3 separate regions of the Mus musculus genome follow, and regions 1 and 2 are each linked to region 3. A link is a contact called in public promoter capture Hi-C data. All regions are on one chromosome and are shown on one strand. The core of a region is the stretch at or near the end of the contact, and the rest is flanking DNA. Distances in the headings are between cores, read along the strand shown.

Evidence for each region. Promoter capture Hi-C pulls out the DNA fragments that hold promoters and counts their contacts.
Region 1: a promoter capture Hi-C map of liver shows a contact between it and region 3, with 2.7 times the contacts expected there. The contact joins the promoter of 4930577N17Rik here to the promoter of Stoml3 in region 3. A contact is called at or near these places in 3 of 39 promoter capture datasets (liver and pre-B cells).
Region 2: a promoter capture Hi-C map of liver shows a contact between it and region 3, with 3 times the contacts expected there. The contact joins the enhancer-like site here to the promoter of Stoml3 in region 3. A contact is called at or near these places in 4 of 39 promoter capture datasets (the C10 cell line, liver and pre-B cells).

What each region holds. Positions count from the first base shown.
Region 1 is chr3:51,274,912-51,278,313 of GRCm38.p6, reverse strand. 4930577N17Rik (RIKEN cDNA 4930577N17 gene) reads right to left here and starts at 1,553. Exons shown (of 1, transcript NR_073429.1): 1 at 1-1,553. All of the region lies in intron 4 of Elf2 (E74-like factor 2), which reads left to right.
Region 2 is chr3:51,208,622-51,211,847 of GRCm38.p6, reverse strand. No RefSeq gene overlaps it. Among named protein-coding and RNA genes, the nearest start is that of Gm40044, 10 kb to the left of the region's middle. Within about 2 kb of position 1,802, at least 92 of the 459 cell types and tissues checked have an H3K27ac peak or open chromatin away from gene starts, as enhancers often do. A contact at or near this core is called in liver, where this site is marked.
Region 3 is chr3:53,487,089-53,490,442 of GRCm38.p6, reverse strand. It overlaps Stoml3 (stomatin (Epb7.2)-like 3), which reads right to left and starts at 1,736. Exons shown (of 7, transcript NM_153156.2): 1 at 1,611-1,736. The coding sequence starts at 1,650.

The DNA of each region.
Region 1 (3,402 bases), core at 304-2,803, 2.2 Mb after region 3:
ATAAAACGTGTGTCAAATAACTTCGGAATGACATTTTATTTCAGTTTTTATGTTAAGAAATTCTGAAACAGGCAAGGCATTTAATTAGGTCTTATTCCCTGTATTTCCACTAATTTATAGCCACTAATTGGCCATTATTTTCCTTTCCTGTTACAGTGTGTATTTGTAAGGCCAGTTTCAAGGTAAACGAGTTTTTTAAAAGCTGTCTGAAGATATCTTTAAGCTATGAACGAATACGTTCATTTGTCCAAGTCAAGCAAATACAAGAGAGGGCACACGAATTTCATGACCAGCAAACCCAGCGACTCCAGTCTCCCCGAGGCTGCCGGGCGGCTCTTTTCTGTTTACTAATTACCTGTCTAGTGTACTCTGACTTCTGTCGAGAAGACAGGACCAAGTCAGTTTTTGAAGTAGTTGGAGACTCCTGACTTCCTTAGTGATGCTTCTAGAATATTTTCTAGGTACAAGTTTTTTAAAGTGCAGTTCTTTCGACTGAACTGATTGTATGTTGCATAAGCGCCGGGAAGGCCAACCCAAGTTAAAAAGCCACCTCCGTGTACAGCTGCGGGACTAGGTATGAGGTCTTTTCTAGGAAGAAAAATTTGATTCATGGCTCTTTTCCAGAGGGGACATTTGCAGACTTCGCTTCCGCAGAACGTGAAGCGCGCCTCTTCCTGCCGAGGCGAGGCCCGCGTCCCCGAGGGCGGCCTGCGGCTCCCCAGCCTCAGGTGTCCGTGCGGCCGCCGGCTGCCGGCGCCCGGGACTGACTTCCTGTCTGGGCGCGGGGCGGAAGGATCGCGTTGCCAGCCGGGGCCGCCGCCGCCCCTGCCGTTAGGTGGTGGGGCTGCTGAGCCCGGCGGCGGGAGGCGGGCCGGCCGCCGCTTCCTGTCGGAGGACGCGCAAGGATCCGGGCGTCGGAGTGTGTGCGAGTGCGTGAGTGTGTGCCGCCCGCACGGCGTGTGTCTCCGGCCGCGGGTTCCGCCTTCTCCCCTGTCGCCGCCGCTCAGGGTGTAAGTCAATGTGAAGCAGCAGTTCCAGCCCCGGGATAAACATGGCGACGTCTCTGCATGAGGGACCCACGAACCAGCTGGATCTGCTCATCCGGGCCGGTAAGCACAGGGGAACTTTTCTCCCGTGCATCGGTGCAGCGGGCGAGGGGGCGCCCGGCGGGCGGGGAGCGTCCCCCGGGGCGGTCAGCGCCCCGGGTCCGGTGTCCGTCTCCGGCAGCCGGGCGGCCGCGGAGAGGGGGGAGTGAATGAAGTAATGGAGGCGACAAATCAGGAAGTGATCACCTTGGAGAGTAACCTGCCTCGGATCCGGGCTGTCGCTCCGGGGAGAGCGGCGGCGGCGGCGGCGCAGCAGCGGCAGCGGCAGGGGCCGGGCGCGGAGCCGCGGCTAAGTTGGGGAGTCGGCGCGGGCGAGTTGCGCGCTTCGCCCCAGTTGCCGGGGAACCAGGAAGTGAGCGGAGCTGTTGTCCCCGCCGCCTGCCACGCTGTCCGGCCGAGAGGGCCGCCCCTGCCCGCGGCCGGGGGCGCTGGCCGCCCGCCGCCCTCGCCTCTCACTTCCTATAGCCGCCACTTCCGCATGGACGCCGCGGCCCCCCCGGGCGCTACCCGCCAAAACGCGCCCGCCCGGCCTCCCGCCTCGTCCCTCCCGGAGCGGCGCCCGAGTAACGGTCCCGAGGCCACTTCCCGGTGCCGAGTGGGACGCCGCCGACCCGGCACCTCCCCGCCGCGGCTAACGGCGGCCGTGGGGGAACCGGGCTGCTGCCCTTCCTTCCCTCGTGGGGCGGGTGACTGAGGGTGGACGGGAAGGACACCGGGTGTATTCCGCGCAGCCGGCCCGGGGCTGCGGGACAGCGGAGGGGGACGTTTATTTTGGTCCACAGTAAGATGAAAGCGGGGAGCGGGGCGGGCGGGAGGGCGTCCTGGCCCCGGGGAAGTCTCGGCTCGGCATTGCCCCCTTTCCCCTCCCCCAAACCTCCCACCATAGCGGAAGCGCCTGGGAGAGGACAGAACGCGCGCGATTGACAGGCCCGAGGTTCCAATCTGCGCCCTGAGCTGTTCCAAATAAGAACGTTGATTTCTGGGGGCGGGACCACGGGCCCGAGCCGGGCCAATGAAGATTGGGCGGGAGTGAAGCTGACAATGTACGCATGGAATTGGAGGGAAGAGGAGTGTAAACACGGAAGTGGCCGCGGGGGTGGGGGATGTGCTGCGCCACTGCTGCAGCGGAAGGGCACGGACTTAAGTTACATAGAAAAAGCAGCTTTACTTGCTAGCAGACAGCGCAGCGAGGGCCTCGGGTCGATGTGGCACTGCTCGAACACTGTTGCTTACCGAAATTATAAGCGCATGCGGTCCCTCCTCTGGTTCTGTTTCACATCTCCATCGATGTCGGATTGGAAGATGAGAAATTGTAACCAAACGGTAGTGCTGTAAAAGATCAGAACAGTCTTTTTGCACCTATTGTTTTTAGGGATCTTGAAATTGGTAGTTTGGTGGACAAAGCAGTTCGGTTTGGAGGAAAAATTATGTTTATCTCTAAATTTAACGGAACTTTAAATATAAATAAAATCTGGACTGATAGAACTGCATGTGCTATATAACAATAACGCTGAATAGTGTGTTTTGGCTGAGGCATATTTTACACATTTCAAAAGTAGGGAAATCACAATTTATTGAGCAGCGTTTAAATGCCTTTTTGAATAGGAACTTTTACTGAAGGAGAGGAACATAATGGAACTTGGGTCCTTGTTAAAGTCAGTCCATTGATCAGTATGAATTAGTGTACAGTTTTATGTTGGGTTAGTGGTGTTTTGAGTGTCGAGTGTGTATAGTTAAAGAGATACTGTTTGGGGCAGGAGAGATGCTCCTCGGTTAAGACCACTTGTTGCTCTTGCAGAGTTGCTCTTGCAGAGGTCTTGGGTTCAGTTCTCAGCACCCACATTCACAACCACCTGTAACTCCAGTTCCAGGGGATACAACCCCTCTTCTAAACACCATGGACACACATATGGTGCTCATAAATACTTAGACAGAAGCTTAATAAGCCTAAAGATGTTATTTCCAATTCATGTGAATACTTATGAGAGAACCATTGCACAGTTTCTGCAGTGAGAACCTTGAGAAACACTGTAGAGTAAGAGGACTTAACTTCACAAGTGATAGGTTTCTTTTCTCTGCCTGAGCTATTAGAACTACCACTAAAACTGAATGTGGCCTGTAGATAATGCGCTGGGAGTGCACATTGGAAGTCAGTGTTCCTACCTTTTTATAGGCATTCTTGCTTGTAGGGCTGAGGATCTGGACCAGGCCTCCAGCAAGCTGGGCAGGATGCTTTACCTCAGGGCTACACCCGCTCTGACACGGGGTTTCTAAGACTTTAGATGCCATTTTCCAA
Region 2 (3,226 bases), core at 553-3,052, 2.3 Mb after region 3:
TTTATTTAAGGCCAGTTTTCATGTTGATCAGATAAGAGCCAGATGTCCTCTTATTTCTGAGTCATGATATCCTCCAAATAAGCAGGACCCTGCCATGAACTGCTTCTGTTAGGGGTTTTGTTACAATGACAACAATGGTTATGTTTGTTTGTTTGATTGTTTGTTTGTTTTAATAGTCACAAGTGACCCAGTTGGCCTCAGATTTGCTCTGTAGCTGAAGCTGACATAGAATTAGGTAACAGGAAACATTATAAAAGAAGAAAGCTGGGTGTGGTGGCTCTTGCAATTCCACCACTCAGCCTTTAGTATGAACCTCAGGCCAGGTCTACATAGCAAGACTGGCTCAAATGCCAGTGTCCTATGTCTCCCTGTCACTGTGTCCTATCTCATATTCACTTCTTCCTCTCTGTCTTTACTTTTGTTGGCGCAAAGTCCCAACGTGAAGTTTGCGGTAGCCTCACTACCATGCTTGCCCCACCCTTACCAGTTTTTCCCCCACAGGGTCTCATGTAGCCCATACTAGTAGGCTGGTTTGGGTGGTAACTTCAAATCTTTGACTTTTGTGTATGGGTGATTGGCCTATATGTGTATCTGTGTATCCCAAGTGTATTTAATACCCAAGGAGGCTTCATGATGACATTGGTTTCCCTGGTAGCTGTGAGCTGCCATGTAGGTACCTGACAGCCTCTGCAAGAGCATCCAGTGCTCTTAATTGCTGAGCCATCTTTAGTTTCTTGGTATTAGTTATTGTTTAATTTTGGTTTTTTGGTGTGTGTGTGTGTGTAGTAGGAGGCCGGCCCGCGGCCTACATGAACCAGGTATTTCTGGAAGGCAGGCTGGGGCTGAAAGAGACTAGACTGCGAAAAAAGAATGATGAAGCCAAGACAAATTTTTCTCTGATCAAGGCCCGAGAGTTTACTAAGAGGCTGTGCTTGTAAGGGGGGAAGGCCCATATCCGCGCCCCCCTTTCCCACCAGTCCATCCTTGGTGCTTTGTCGCCATGCCGCCATGCAGCCAAGCCCGTTAGCACTTGGTTGCCAGGCTGTTGCTTATTCAGGAATGTCTCTGGAAGACAGGTTCAGCCTCTCTGCAGGTAGCAGAATCTCAGGGCAGTTGACTTCAAAAGAAGCCAGCCAAATAGGAAAGCTGCACCACAGGTGGCCCCACATCAGTGGGGACAAGGTCTGTACCAGCCTGCTTCAGGAGGCTGTGTGTGTGTGTGTGTGTGTGTGTGTGTGTGTGTGTGTGTGTGTATACATACATGAGGTGGGCTCTCATCTGAATGCATATGTACAGGCTACAAGTCAACTTGAAGTATGTTCTTTGTCTTAGATAGGGTTTGCATTGCTGTGAAGAAATACCATGACCAAGACAAGTCTTATAAAGGACAACATTTAATTGGGGCTGGCTTACTGGTTCAGAGGTTCAGTCCATTATCATCAAGGTGGTAGAGTATGGCAGTGTCCAGGCAGATGTGGGAGAAGCCAAAAGTTCTACATCTTGGTCAAAGGCAGACAGGAGAAGGCTGTCTCCCATGTGGCTAGGAGGAAGGTCTCAAAGCCCACCCCCACAGTGACACACTTCCTCCAACAAGGCCACACCTCTTAATAGTGCCACTCCCTGTGTCAGGCATATACAAACCTCCACATTCCTCTGTGCTCTCCACCTCCTGTTTTGAGGCAGGCTCTTTCTCTGAACCTGAAGCTGGCCCATTGGCTGAACAGGCAGCCCAGCATGCCCTGGGAGTCAGCCGTTACTGCCGCCCTGGCACTGGGGCTTAGGTGTATCCTGCTGACTTTCTGCAGAGGCGCTGAGGAGTCGGTTAGCAGGTCCTCTTGTCTGTGGAGCAAGCAAGCACTTTATACATTGAGTCATCTACCCGTTCCTCTGTGGTATCGTTTTGCAAGAAATTACCACTGGGGGAAACTGGGCCAAAGGTCCCTGGGATCACTCTGTAGTATTTCCCTTTTTCTTTGTAATAGTCTTACAAAGGTCTGTAAGGCTACAGTTATCGCAAAGTAAAACATTCAATTAACAGCAGCAACAAAAAACCCCAACAGATCAAGCCTGCTTGCTTTGCCCTCATAGCTTCTTGGCAGTACCTTGAATTGTCCAGCAGTCTTTGTTCTTGTTCTCCCTGACCCCAGCCCCACCCCTGAGGTCCAGGAAGGGTGTCATTTCACCACAGGTGTTACTGGGCAGGTCTTCTAAATGTGTCAAGGGGACCTGCTATTTGCAAATAGCAAATTTTCTTGTAAGTAGTTTGTTGTTGTTGTTGTTGTTGTTATTATTATTATTATTATTATTATTATTATTATGTTTTTAAAAGACAGAGTCTCACAATGTAGCCCTGGATGTCTTGGAACTCACTATGTAGACCAGGCTGGCTTTAAACTCTCAGAGATCGCCCCCCCCCCCCCCCCGCCCGCCACCTACCATGCCTGGCTAGTGTGAGCAGTTAGGTCAGGCACCCGGACCAAGTCAATTACAGCATGGTTTCCCTTGGGAGAATCCAGGAGAGCTAGAGTCAGGTACTTTAGACAGAGGTTGGCACACGAGATAAACTTTATTTAATTAGGAGGGTTGAAAAGACATCATGGAAAAAAAAAAAAAAAGCCGGGTGTGATGGCGCATGCCTTTAATCCCAGCACTCGGGAGGCAGGCAGATTTCTGAGTTCAAGGCCAGCCTGGTCTACAAAGTGAGTTCCAGGACAGCCAGGGCTATACAGAGAAACCCTAGATCGGGCAGATTTCCCACTACACAACTCTATTACTCAGCCATGAGAGCCCTTGTTACTTGTGGCTTCTCTGGGCCACGTGGCCCTGCTCCATCTTCCTCCCTCTCCTCCTCCTCTGCCTCTCTTCTCCCTCTCTTAAAACCTTCAGTTCCACCTTCCCCTTCCATTGCCCAGCCACAGGCTCTGGTCTTTATTTGACCAGTTACAATGGGGAGAAGATTCACAGGAAACCACCTGAGGATTGGGGAAGCCTCTCTTGAGGAAGCAGAATTAGCATCAAAATGCAAACAGCACCGGGGCCATCCACAGCAACTCTCTGACTGTCTCTCACTAGGCTCAAACTTAAGGCCTCACGCTGGCTAGGCAGGCACTCTTCTCCTGAGCCCTGTTGCTTTGAGCATAGAATGGCAGGAACATGGCATGGCGGGGTGGGGCGTCTAATCTCATGGCAACTGGGGTAAGAAGAGACATGTGAAGGAACTAGGGTC
Region 3 (3,354 bases), core at 487-2,986:
CGGTCCCAGGCTGACCCTGAGCTCACGAATCTCTCTACCTTTGTAAGCATAAAGAAAAAACCTTAGCAGGGTGGGGTCTCCTGTGATCACTGCTCCCTAAATCTCTGTGTCTCCTTCCTTAGCATCTTTCTGACAAGCTGGCTCACGGTGCGGCTGCTTTTGTTCCTTTAGATTCATGAAGCCCCTCATATAATTCATATTGCATCCTTATTTTTTGAGAAATTATATATCTTTGAACCCATTTTTTAGAGTTCTTTTATGCAGCCTTAAGGGCTGTCCTGAAGGTCCCAGCGTTTACCATTTTGCTTAGACATTAGCCACACCTTTGCCTCCTGCCTCAGGCTGCCTCTGACTTCCACGGAGTCAGTGATAAGAGGGAGGATGTTCCTTGAAGGAGGAATGTAAAAATATGTAATTATTATTTAAAAAAAGCCTTATGCCCACAGCCACCATGGACACTGGTGGAGTCCCATGTCTGCTGACCCTGTCCCAGTGGCAGGAACCGTGTCATTCTGTCCCTACCAAGGCCATGCCAGACCTAGCAATAAACCATCTCTTACTCCTTTTGAGATGAGAGTTGAATTTTTCATTAACAATGCTGTGAACTTGACTCTTAAAAAAATACTAAAAGAAAGCGAAGAGCATAGTGCTTGCGTGCCTGCAATCCCGGCACTTAGGAGGCGGAGGCAGGAAGCTCAGTGGTAGCCTGAGCTACAAGGAGTTTTCAAATGATGCCTAATGCTTGCAGCCTCTCAGTACTGACATGCCTACTTGCGGAGAAAAGACTGTTTCCCAATTTGGGTAAACTTCTATTTTCTTTTCTGAATTAGCAATACCAGGTTCTTTCTCAGCTTCCAACTTGAAATAGGGTTTTGGCAACAGAAGGTTACAGAGCACAGATTAAATCCCATGCACGAACACACTCAGCAAACACACCCACGGCCCCAAGTCCCTAAGCTCCCCAAGACCCAGCTTTTACCCTTGTAAACTGATAGCGGGGACTTCCCTCATAATTATCAGGTCTGAGATGGTAACAAAAACCGTATAATTTCCAACTCATCTGAGTCATTAAAACTAAGCATAGTACTTGGTACTTACGGACTAAGTCTTACTTTTTTCAACTTCTCTCCATTTATCTGAAATTATGTAGCTTAAGCAGACTTTTCTCTAAATCATAGTGTCGCACTTGAAGAGGAGGGAAGTCAGCCTCCATCATATCTGGGCTATGTAAGGTGAGGCCAGAAGTGCAAAGATAAACACATGCCTCTTTGGTCACAACTGGAATTCTGGGGACAAGTTACAGACCGCCATTCAAAAATCAAATATAACCAGTGGAAATATCGAATGTGAAACAATAGAATTGAAGCCTCCCTTCTCCCTCTCTCAACCTCTCTCTCTGTGACAGGGTCTTGTGACATAGCCCAGGCCAGCCTTGTACTCATAGCAATTCTCCAGACTCAGCCTTCAGAGTACTGTATTACAGGCATACCCAGTTCAAGTGCGTTTGTTTCACTGGGTACACAGTGATGATGTCCCAGCTCTCTAGTGCACCAGTCCTTCTCTGATTAATGTGTGGCTAGGTAGCATTCAGAGAGGAGGAAGGAACCTACCCACTAAATTGTTCTTCTCCAGTTTCTCCGGTGAATCCATCTCATTCTTGAGGTGCCTTTCAAATCTTGCAGGTGCTCCTGGGTCGGGATTCGAGCCTGGCAGCAGGCATCAGCTCAGTGGTGTGTGGAGAGGAAGGCAAAGCAAGAGAGGTTCCCTCTCCTTGGCGTACACCCTGAGGAGTAGTAACCCTGGTGCAAGAAGCCTAGAAACGTAAACAAAGCACCTTCCCTGACATCACACTGTCTTTGTTCAAAGGGAAAAAGGCAAAAGAAGAGAGCCTTCTGCCAGGGGCTGCTTCCTATATGCTATATGGTTCCTGTATCAGTTACTTTCTAAACAACACTGCTACCCCCCTGTGTAACTCATTATCTGATATATATGTCCTCAGGTGTTATACTACAATAATGCAACCTAATGCATCCAACACGTCGCAGTAAGAAAACTTTCAAATGCCATTCTAATCTTGTCATACCCTAAGGTAACTCAACTACTAATTGACAGTCGAGACTAATGTCATAGGTGTCCCACGCAAAGTTTGAAAGTACGGGGGTCAGTCCTTCCCTTATCTGACCCTCCCCTCCCACCATGTATCAATTCCTCTAAGCTTTTAGTTGCTTGTCTTCAGACAGCATCTCATTCTAAAGCTGGCTTTAGACTCCCAGGAATGCTCCTGCCTCAGTACCTCCTGGACTCCTGCCCTCAGTGTTAAGATTTCAGGCACGAGGCACTGATTTCTACCTTCAAAGCTTTGTGCAACCTCTCACCTCAGGACCTTTGCACAGATAAGTGTAAACACAATGCTAGACTCTTGTCTGCCTTTTCTCCTAGACCAGCCAGGTTTAGCCTCCTGTCTCTTTGCTTTAACTAAACGGCTGCTGTGCACAGCCATGCCCATTCCTTCCTGTATCATCTTTCCAAACTTTTGTACCATCCCACTACAGTGGCTGTGAGTGGCTGGGACAGAGCTTACATGAACTGTAGAACTTTCAATATCATATGCTCCTTTAAAGAAACGGCATGCTGGGTGGTGGACTATACTCTACCACACCAGGAGGCTCTGGAGCACCACAGGCCAGAGTTGATGGCTACCTGGTGTCTGTCCAGTGAATAAGTAAGTAACGGGATGATGACAGACAGGCTCTTTGTGAGACGCAGAGCTTCAGCTTCCTGGCTGTGCTGCTCAGTCCGTATTTATTTATCTATTTACTTGTTTATTTATTTTTGCCTATCAGACACAGCTAGGGTCATCTGGGAACAGGGAACACCAGAAAGAGAAAAATGCCTGTCACATTGCCCTGTGGAGGGCAGAGGGCGGGGGTCTAGCCCACTGTGGTGGGTGCTACTCCAGGGCAGGCAGGCGGGCCTGGTTGTATTTGAGAGAAGGCTGAGCAAGCCTCTGAAAGCAAGCCAGAAAGCAGTGCTCCTCTGCGCACCTTATCTCAGTTCCTACCCTCAGTTCTGCCCTGACTTCCTGTGACCTGTGAGCTGTATGCTGAAATTAACCCTTTCCTGCCGAGTTGCTTACAGTCATGGTGTTTATCAAAGTGATGGGAAGCTAAGGAAGGACATGGCCCAGGATACCCCTTTGTCCCCGATTCCTAGACCCAAGTGCCACAGGAAATTTATCCTGACACCGGAAATCCCTCTCCTACGTGGATAGTCTAAGTATTTGCTTCCATCTGTGTAGAAGTACAGAACGGGACAAGCCAACAGCCCTTTGTCCATGTGCGCTCTCTACCTCTT